Regions from separate parts of the Zea mays genome. Here region 1 is linked to region 2. A link is a contact called in public Hi-C data. All regions are on one chromosome and are shown on one strand. Each heading gives the region's core, a stretch centred on a gene start, on an enhancer-like site or on the middle of the called end of the contact. The rest is flanking DNA. Distances are from core to core; before and after follow the strand shown. Region 1 overlaps LOC100277216 (protein LAZ1 homolog 2). Region 2 has its middle 28 kb from the start of LOC107436005.

Evidence for each region. Hi-C and Micro-C count contacts between places; a contact is called where the count stands out from the background.
Region 1: a contact with region 2 is called in a Hi-C map of tassel, with 2.9 times the contacts expected there. The contact joins two enhancer-like sites. A contact is called at or near these places in 3 of 25 Hi-C or Micro-C datasets (leaf and tassel).

What each region holds. Positions count from the first base shown.
Region 1 is chr2:208,774,358-208,779,187 of Zm-B73-REFERENCE-NAM-5.0, reverse strand. It overlaps LOC100277216 (protein LAZ1 homolog 2), which reads left to right. Exons shown (of 5, transcript XM_008672211.4): 4 at 594-830; 5 at 909-1,500. The coding sequence ends at 917. Among protein-coding and RNA genes, the nearest start is that of LOC100277216, 8.5 kb to the left of the region's middle. Within about 2 kb of position 1,752, at least 20 of the 20 cell types and tissues checked have an H3K27ac peak or open chromatin away from gene starts, as enhancers often do. A contact at or near this core is called in tassel, where this site is marked.
Region 2 is chr2:208,643,754-208,648,463 of Zm-B73-REFERENCE-NAM-5.0, reverse strand. No RefSeq gene overlaps it. Among protein-coding and RNA genes, the nearest start is that of LOC107436005, 28 kb to the right of the region's middle. Within about 2 kb of position 1,788, at least 15 of the 20 cell types and tissues checked have an H3K27ac peak or open chromatin away from gene starts, as enhancers often do. A contact at or near this core is called in tassel, where this site is marked.

The DNA of each region.
Region 1 (4,830 bases), core at 503-3,002, 130 kb before region 2:
CTTGATTGCTTATAGACAACTCTCTGGATGGATTAATGTGTACTTATTAGATAGTATCTGCTTGCCATGACTTAAGATGAAGCTTCATTTCTCTTTAATATTTTGATTTAGTTAGATTTTATGTATGAGTATGACTGTATGACCACCTCATGTTCACTTCCGTGCCATAATTTCTGTTTTATAAACCCCACTTACAGTTTTACTTGATGTAATCACATCATATGTAAATTTGAGATAATAATTTCTTTATAAAACAGTGTTACAAGTACGTGTTGCTTTATGGGTGATAGAGATAGCAAGAGGTGCAGAAAGAGGTGTAGTGGAAATGAAAGCTACAGTTATAAAGAAAAAACAAAACAAGCTAGACAACTTGAGGTATCTCATTCATTTTGGAGGCAAATTTAATTTGTAGTTTGATCCTGCTGGAGGACATTCACTTTGTATTAGTCTGCCAGTGCACTTACATTAGGCAACATTTGAATTTGGAAGGAACCTCATCCCTTGTGGAAATGGAAAGAGCTATTTGCCTTTTTTGACTGAAATACCACTACTTGCCTACTTGGCTCTACATTCTTTCGCCCTGACAGAAACAGAACACGCCCACGTACTGCACTGCACTGCACATTTTCGTTCCAGGGTTTCGCGCTCGGTATCTTAGCTGGAGCAGGCGTGATCAAATCCCACCATTTCTGGCGGGACGTGGAGCACATCCAGGAGGCCATCCAGAACGTGCTGGTGATCCTCGAGATGGTCGTGTTTTTCGTCGTCCCCTCTACGGGCTTGTTCGGTTCTACCCCAATCCATATGGATTGAGGGGGTTTCAATCCCTGGTAAGTCAAAATCCCCTCCAATCCGTATCAATCCCCTCAAATCCATATGGATTGAAAATAACCGAACAAGCCCTACAGCGGCGCTGACAGGGCCAAATTCGAGAAGAAGAACGAATGAACCAGGTTTCCGGAAGGAATTGGGGGGGGGGGGGGGGGGGGGGGGGAACCCCGTGCTGCTTCTCTCTGCTCTCTGGTCTGCCGGCCGGAAATGGAGCACCAGTATTTTCCTCACGGATGGACATACACAGGTCCCTTAGCAAGGTATCGTGCTGCTGTAAAATCACACTGTGGGCTTGCACGCTGAATGGTTTTTTGCTAGTTTTGTCGTTTTGAACGTTGTCGATGAGGACTGAGGAGGCTATGTTGCCAGGGACTGGTCGTCTTGTACGTACGCTATTCTCAGCTGGGGACTGGCCGAGGCCGACTGCGGGATCCTTTTGCGAATAAATCTACAGTCCTGTTCTACAGTGGCCGCACTGGACTGATTGATTCCGATGAGGTTGCCTGCAACTACCACTACCACTGCTAGGGGATGATCTTGCAATCTGCAACTACCGCTCGTTGTTTATTGGCGGTATAGTGTATAGCTACGTGGTTTTGAGGTCTCTGAGGCTGATTTCCAGAGTTCATCACAAGTGGCAGGAGTACATGACTGATGGGAGTTTTTCTACTTGCTGTGTGCCTGTACGATGAGAAATCGTGGTATGGGTTCATGGGCAGCCTCATCACTGCTGCTGCGACTGCGAGACGACTGTGCGACGGCGATTGCCTGCGACGATGCGATTCGCCCCGTCGTGTCAGAGGCGCAAAAGCAGGGGGCAGGGACGCAGGAGCTCGCGCAGGCTACAAGGTCATAGCCCCGGCCCAGCGTCCTGCCGCCTAGCGCGCGGTACAGTACCTGAAAGTGAGAAAAGAGGAGAGGGGGAGGCCGTGGACCGCATGCATTGCAGTAGCAGGGTGGGCACGAACCAACACTGACTGCACTGCTACTGCTACTGGGCTACTGGTTAATTGGTGGTGGCGCGTACGTGGTGGGGCCACATGTGCAACTCCTGTAGATTCCTAGTACGGCACACGGACACGGCCTCCCTTCCTTCTCGTGACGCTACATGGCAGCAAGCAAAGGCGAGAGGTGGGTGGCAAGCGACACCACCAGCGGTCTCGTCGTTGCTGCCGCGCGCCGCGCACAGCCTACCCAGTCAGCCAGAGGGAGGAAAGAGAGACGAGAAAGGCTGGGCACGGCAGGGCGGCAGGCCGGCAGCAGATCGTACGCGGGCCGGGGTATATTGGCCCGTTGCGGACGGCAGCTGACTGGAAGCCTTGTCTCGACGTCCGCCAGCCTGCATGCGCGTCGCGTGCGACGCCGACCAGCGGCGCAGCGCAGTCACCGCTCGCTCGCTCGCCATCATTGCCTCGTTCGCTGCTGCCCGCGCGCCCCGGCCGGCACGGGCGCAGGGACCGGACCCTCACCGGTCCGTGAATGAAAAAGTCTCAAAAGCCCAAGAGATCAGAGGGCCGGGGAACGTCAGCTATGCTATGACCGGCGGTGATCGATCACTGGTCAGGAAAAAAATACTACTACGTACTACTGATATATAAGAGAGTACAGTACGTACGTAGAGAGACAGCAGATGAGCAGCTAGAGAGTACGTCGGTGGAGAGAGCATGCACAGCTTGCTTTCATGGCGCGGTCCGTCCTCACGAGTCAGTCAGTGGTGGCCGATAAAGCCGCCTCGGATCACGTGCACGCGCAGGAGGATCGGAGCACCCGGGCCACGCTGCCTGCCAACAGTGCCAAGAGCAAAACGGCGTCCCCGTAGACCCGCTGGATAGATAGATTGATCCGACGACCCGTCCGCGGTGCGGTGGTGTCCGGTCCGAGGCGCCGACCCCGAGGCCCGCGGGCCAGCCAGGTGGGGCTCTCCCTCCCTCCCTGTCCGGAAACTACTAGAGTGGACTGCGTGTATTTTTTATATATACAAATTTAGTTAAAGATTAGAATGTTTGGTTCAATATAAAATGAGAATTTTATATATTCCTTTTGACGAAGCGAAGGGAGTACCTGCGCGTGCTCCCTCCTATAGTCCTATACACATACTACGGTACCAAGACGCGTACCTATCCATCTACGCGTAGCCCTGTATGCCTTTTCAATTTTGGCCCCGGGTAGCCGTCGCCGTCGGTGGCTTTCGCGGCCAGGACGGGGCCAGTCGACCTTAGTCCGTAGGAGTAGTAGTAGTAGCTTTGCTTTCGCCGCGCGCGCACGCGTTGGAATTTGGAAGCGTCCACTGCTGCTGCCGCTCCTGCTACGTACCAACGGGCAGCGGCTATGCCTAGCGAATAGCGATCGAATGATTCTGCTCCGCCTGATCGCCTCCGCTGTGCGCCGCCGGGCCGGGCCCGGGCCGGCCTAGCTAGCTGAATGAAGGCTGAAGCTGAGAGAAAGAAGGTGATGCGGCGGCGGCCGGCGGTTGCTGTCCATTAACCAACGACCCCAGTCACACAGGCCACAGGCCAATCAGTGCGTGCCGACCTCGCGGCTCGAACGGCTCCGATATCCTATCGCCATCGAGCGGCACGACAGCACCCAGCAGGCTGTGACGGCTCGCGTCAACTCGCGACGATCGATCGGCCACGTCTGCTGTATCTGTATTGCGGATTCGCCTCTACCCAAGACCGGAATTTATGAGGCTCGACTAGTTTGTGTGACTTTGCATTGGTTTTGTTGCCCTAGCTACTTTAATTTTCTTCCCCCTTTTTTTTGGATAATGCCAGCAGGTTTCGTCCTACTTGAGGCAGAGGCTACGAGCGCTGACTTGTCAAACCAGGGCTGACGACGCACGTGGTGAGTCACTCGAAACGGGACAAAAGTGTAGTTAGAGACAAGCAAGAACAGTTGTGGGCTTGTGGCAGAAGTACCGCATATGGCTTATTGTTCTGCAACCTTTTTTTCTCTCTCTGTATACTCTTACTACACAACAAACAACTGTTCTCAAAGAGGAATCGGACTGTTAGTTAACTCTAACAATTGGACGCTAGCTAGGTTACCTCTGTGTTTCTTTCGACCAGCGCCACTTTACCTGTGCAGTACTGTCAGTCAATCAAGTACATTACTCCTATATTAAGCAGAAGCTAATATTTATATATCAACGACTTGTATAACTTTATGATGGAAAAAAAAGAACTAAGCAACAGAAATTCTCAATGTTTATATATTGAGTTATGAAGGTGTTGAGCAGTAAATTGAGCGGCGGACGGTCTGCGCCTGTGGGCCGTACGGTCCGCGCGTGCGCAGAACAGATTAGGGTTCCGAGTTTTGTGCTACGGTTGTTAGCTAGATTCGCGGAATTAGCTCGAAAATTAGTTTGTAAAGGGTCCAGCCCCCTCCTCTATAAATAGAGAGGTATACAGTCGATTTGTGTCGGCGTTTCGAGACCGGGGGTCCCTCAGGCCGACGAGTGAGTGCCGCGTGCCCCAGTCCAGATGGGTCGAGCGCGTGGGCGAGCGCGAAGGGGGGAAAAGAGCGAGGCGGCCGGAGACCGACACGAGAGAGGTGGGAATCCCGCGGCCTTCGTGTTCGTCCCGCGCCCAGGTCGGGTGCGCTTGCAGTAGGGGGTTACAAGCGTCCACGCGGGTGAGGGAAGCGAGCGGCCCCAAGAGAGCGCCTGTCCCGTCCTCGTCCCGCGCGGCCAACCCTCTCTAAGAGGGTCCTGGTCCTTCCTTTTATAGACGCAAGGAGAGGATCCAGGTGTACAATGGGGGTGTAGCAGAGTGCTACGTGTCTAGCGAGGGAGAGCTAGTGCCCTGAGTACATGCCAATGTGGCAGCCGGATAGATCCTGGAACCCAACTAGTGTGATGTCGTGGCCGTCGGAGGAGTGGCAGAGCCTGGCAGAGGGACAGCTGTCGGAGCGGTCGTGTCCTTGCTGACGTCCTCCTGCTTCCGTAAGAGAGCTGAGAGCCGCCGTCGTCACAGGGCATGCGGGGCGCCATCATTGCCT
Region 2 (4,710 bases), core at 539-3,038:
GGTCACTTTGCCGAGTGTAACACTCGGCAAAGAGCACAGACCTGGGCACCGGCTTAGGTTCTTTGCCGAGTGTTATGTCACTGGCACTCGGCAAAGAGGTCGGCTTTGCCGAGTGCCGCACAGAACACTCGGCAAAGAACCTGACATGGGGACCCTCCCTGGCGGGTTCTTTGCCGAGTGTCCTACGTGGCACTCGGCAAAGATGGATTTTTTGCCGAGTGCTGCCTAGAAGACACTCGGCAAAGCAAACTTCTTTGCCGAGTGTCACAAGAGACACTCGGCAAAGCCGCCGTCTCCGTCACCCGGCGCCGTAACGGCCTCTTTTCTTTGCCGAGTGCTGTCTGGCACTCGGCAAAGAGTTTTACCGAGTGCCCGAGAAAAAGCACTCGGCAAAGAAGGCTTTGCCGATGCACTGTTCGCCGAGCCTTCTTTGCCGAGTGTAACACTCGGCAACGCCCTGGCCGAGTGTTTTTAAGGATTCGCCGAGTGCTTTAGGCACTCGGCAAAGCCATTGATTCCGGTAGTGATAAGTTTTTTATAGAGGTTCGAGCCGCAGTGTGCATAATACCTTATGTTCTCTTGCTGATCATGGATTGCAATATACAATAGATCTACAAGGTTACAAACTCTAGCGCCATAAACTATTAATCCTGCTATAGGAATCAAGTGTGGTGAGGATCTAGCCTCGCTCACACTAACTATATCTACCATAGTAGGATCAAATTGAACTCCCTTAGCCTGAGTTTGGTGGAGCCTATACTAATTCCTTCCAGTGAATACACCTGAATTGAATGCTGCTCTACTATCCTTTTTATAATTCAAAGGAGCAGCAAGCTTATCTGTACATACTTCTTATGGACCCTACCCCTACTTGTCATTGGGCCAAATGTTCTCGTCCTGGCTTCACGAGCGTAGCTAGAGTAGTCGATGACGGTGACGTCCATAATAAGACATAGGCCTGCCTGACCTCAGCATCTACCGGCCTTCTTTGAAACAAAAGGAAAAGTGAAAGAATTTTGAAGGATTAAAATCCTATAGAAAGCTTTCCTATCGTCCTATGTGGTCCTTTGGAACAAAGAAATGAGTTGCTACAGACTCTATAAAATCCATATAGAATGGAGAATTGTAGTGAGGATTTTTAATATGAGATCTAGTGAGGATTTTTAACATGAGGTCCAACCCTCTTGAAATTTTTCCTACGGAATTGAAGGTACCATACAACTTTATTCTTATATCTTTCCTATCCATATGTTTTACTAATCCTCCATTTTTAATGAGGCCTAAAAGTAGATCCTAGGTCTGGTACTCTAGCTTAGGGAGTTGTAGATGAGAGAAACAATAATGTTGAACTATCACAATAATACCAAACCTCATTTTGTATCTTGTACTCTATGTGTACTACTACTATATTGCAGACGATGACCAAGCCCTGCTGGTAGTGGTCGCGGATGCAGCATCAGCGCTGTTAATTTCCGCGGCCGGGAATTACCGCAGTCAAAATAATAGCCAGGCGCGGATCGGAAACCGGCCGTACCCGGCGCACGGTCAGGTGCGGTGGTCGTCCGGCCGGCCGCCGGCGGGTCCCTCTGCGTCCCAGCAGCGCCTCTCGTCGTCGCCTAGCTCCTCGCTGCACGAGCACGTACGCGTCGATCAGCAGGGGCCACCCCCCAACGCGTACGGTACGTACGGCCGCGAACGCCCAGTCGCCGGGCAGCAACATGGAGGGGCCCGGGGGCGTCAGCTTCGGTGGCGCCCCTCGCGGTACGCCGATCGGCATCGCGCCGGTCACCGGCGTAGGACACGTCGTTCCCGGCCTGTACCACACCGCTGGGCGATGAATGCGGCCCAGCCCAGCCCCACCTCTGTGACTGTGAGCATGAATATGATCGCGCAGGCGCAGTACGCCAGTACTACGTACTCTTCCAGCTGCTTCATTGCATGCATGCACCGCCCCCGCCTCGATCGACCGCCCGGTCTCCGCGGTCCACGCCGGCCGCGCTCGCTCGCACGGGACGTACTCGTACACACTACGCTAACAAACAAGCAGACAGTACCGATGTTTAGGTAACATTCTAACTTGTATAAGCACACTAGAGAGATTTGAGAGAATCTCGTTTGGAGGTTGTGAGCAATGACAGAGAAAGAAAATTTTCTCATGTTTTTTTTTTTTTTTTTTGATCGAGAGCTGTTTCTATGCTTCTAGTTTAGGAGCTCTACATCTCCCAGCTGTGGTCGTCCTGCCTCAGCTCCAGACATATGGCACCTGGCCGTCTTTATTTATATCCCTTTCAACATTTTTCTAGCTAGCCCACTACTTCTCCAATCTCCCACTCATGAGTCACGACTCATGTTGTTGAGAGCTTAGGAAGGTAGCACCGCCATGGGCCCCTCGGCCCTCGAGCTCGGCGGCGGCGTCCGTCCATGGCCGCGCTCGCGGCCGCCGCGGTGTCTGGCGACAGCTCGGACGACGAGACTTAAAAGGCACCGTCTAGTTTCAGTTCGTGCGAGTACTAATTAAATGAGCTTAATTCGATCTTAAAAACAACTCAAGTGCATCGGATCCCCTGGGAAAGCCTGTAGCTTTTTCTTGGATCATGGATTGCATGGCGCGACCCTGCTGTTGGATCCTAGGTTGCTCTCAACTCAACATCTTGCTACCTCCCCTGTGCCTATTCTGGTGACAGCATTCCGCAGGACGTCCAACTATCTCTCTCTCTCTCTCTGCGTCTCTCCTGCAATGTAAAAGCCATTAGAGTCAGAAACCGACATGCCATTAGAGCCAGAAACCGACGTCCGTTGCTAGGCTACTAGCCATAAGACAAGAAACAGACGGATCATCAGGTAAAATGTGCAATCGTTTGAAAGGAATATTTAGACCAAAACGAACCACTTCCACGGCCTGGCCGACGGTGGCGGCAGCGCACGCACGCGTGTGACAGTTCTTCATCCTTTTCTTAACTTCTCAATAGATGCATCAATGGGCAATGGTCCACCGATTTAAGTTGATTGATTTATTCCCTGAACTTTCAATATGATACTAAATTAATAGTGCACCATAGCATTAAAGTGGAACATTAGCATTGACTATTATTGAATATTAATTTAGATCAAGCTCATGTTAATCCAACACCAGATTGACAAACTCCATTAAGTTAAGTTCGTACATGCGTGAAGCAAAGCAATGTTATCATATAGTGCCTCTGACCAAGTGACGACCTAGAGGGAGATGGGTGAATTAGGCCATTTCCAAATTATCCTTGTATCAACCATACACAAAAGAGGGCCCAAAATCTGACACAGAGATCGATGTCATTGTATCAGTGGGTAAATTGCCACCTCTAGTGCATGCCAATGAACAAGTAATACAAGTGTGCTCCTCCTTAACCAACAACAAGATGGCCACAAGTTGCAATCATTGTTTCTAGTTCTTATTAAACACTAACTACTCACTAAGCAATGCATGCGCTAGCTAGGAGCCAAGGTGAAACTTCGCAATTTTAGTGGCTTGGTAGTCTTCTAAAGGTTGGTGGCTTTATTTTATGGTGTGTTTGGTTGGTGGAGTTACCCTATGCTTCATAAAGTGATGCATCATAAGTTCATTCCATTTTTTGGTGGAATCAACCAACTCCTATGTATATACTAATTATTAGCTTATGAGGAATGCGATGATGATGGATCAACGATTCTATTCCACAAACCAAATAAAAAAGTGAGGAGTGAGAAGAAGATGAATCACTTTATTCCTCAAACCAAACACACATGTTGACGCCTTTTTAGAGCGCCAAACACACAACAAGAATTGTGGTGGTGCTCTCTGGTCAGGCGCGGACGGTCCGCGGCATAGGGCCGAACGGTCCGCGATCTGGCACAGGGGCTAGGGTTTCTTGCCTGACGACCGGACGGTCCGCGCGTGCGCAGGGGCGGCAAAAGATCGTCGGCGGCGCCTGGATCTCGCTCCTGAGAGGGACCCCGTCGGGGAGGAGAGATCCTAGGAGTTGTCTAGGCTCGGGTAGACCGACCTAGACTCCTCTAATCGACGTAGAGTCGAAGAGAGGCGGAGAATTTGGGGATTGAGAGGCTAAACTAGAACTAGACTAGAACCACTCCTAATTGTACAGGAAATAAATGCGAGATAGAAGTTTTATTAATTCGATTGATGATTACAAATCGGCCGTATACCTCTCTATTTATAGAGGAGGGGGGTTGGACCCTTTACAAACTAATTTCTGAGCTTATCCCGAGATTCTCGCCAACAAACATAGCAAGAAACTCGGAACCCTAATCTATTCTGCGCTTGCGCGGACCGTCCGGCCCACAGGCGCGGACTGTCCGGACCGCGGACCGTCCGGCCTCAGGGCCGGACCATCCGCCGCTCATTTTGGTTCCAAACATATGCCCCCTGCCTTTTGGTGGAGCTGAGCGAACCAAAAGCAACTAACTCGATGTGATCACATCAGTTTTCTTAGGCGTCTTGACACTTACTAGGATGATACGTAGTGGCCTTAGTCCCGATGGTTGACTCAACGGACATGACCCCTTTAACTTTGATCGAACTGTTAGTCCCAATACCACCGAGCGCCATACTGGTCCTGACCAATTCGTCACCTTGCTTTCCTAATTTTCTAAGTGTTCTGGCGTAGCTTCGTAGTCGACCAGATCTTCTCCTTGTAGGTCGTCTTCCTCCATGGGTGTTGGTATGTCGTTGCAGGT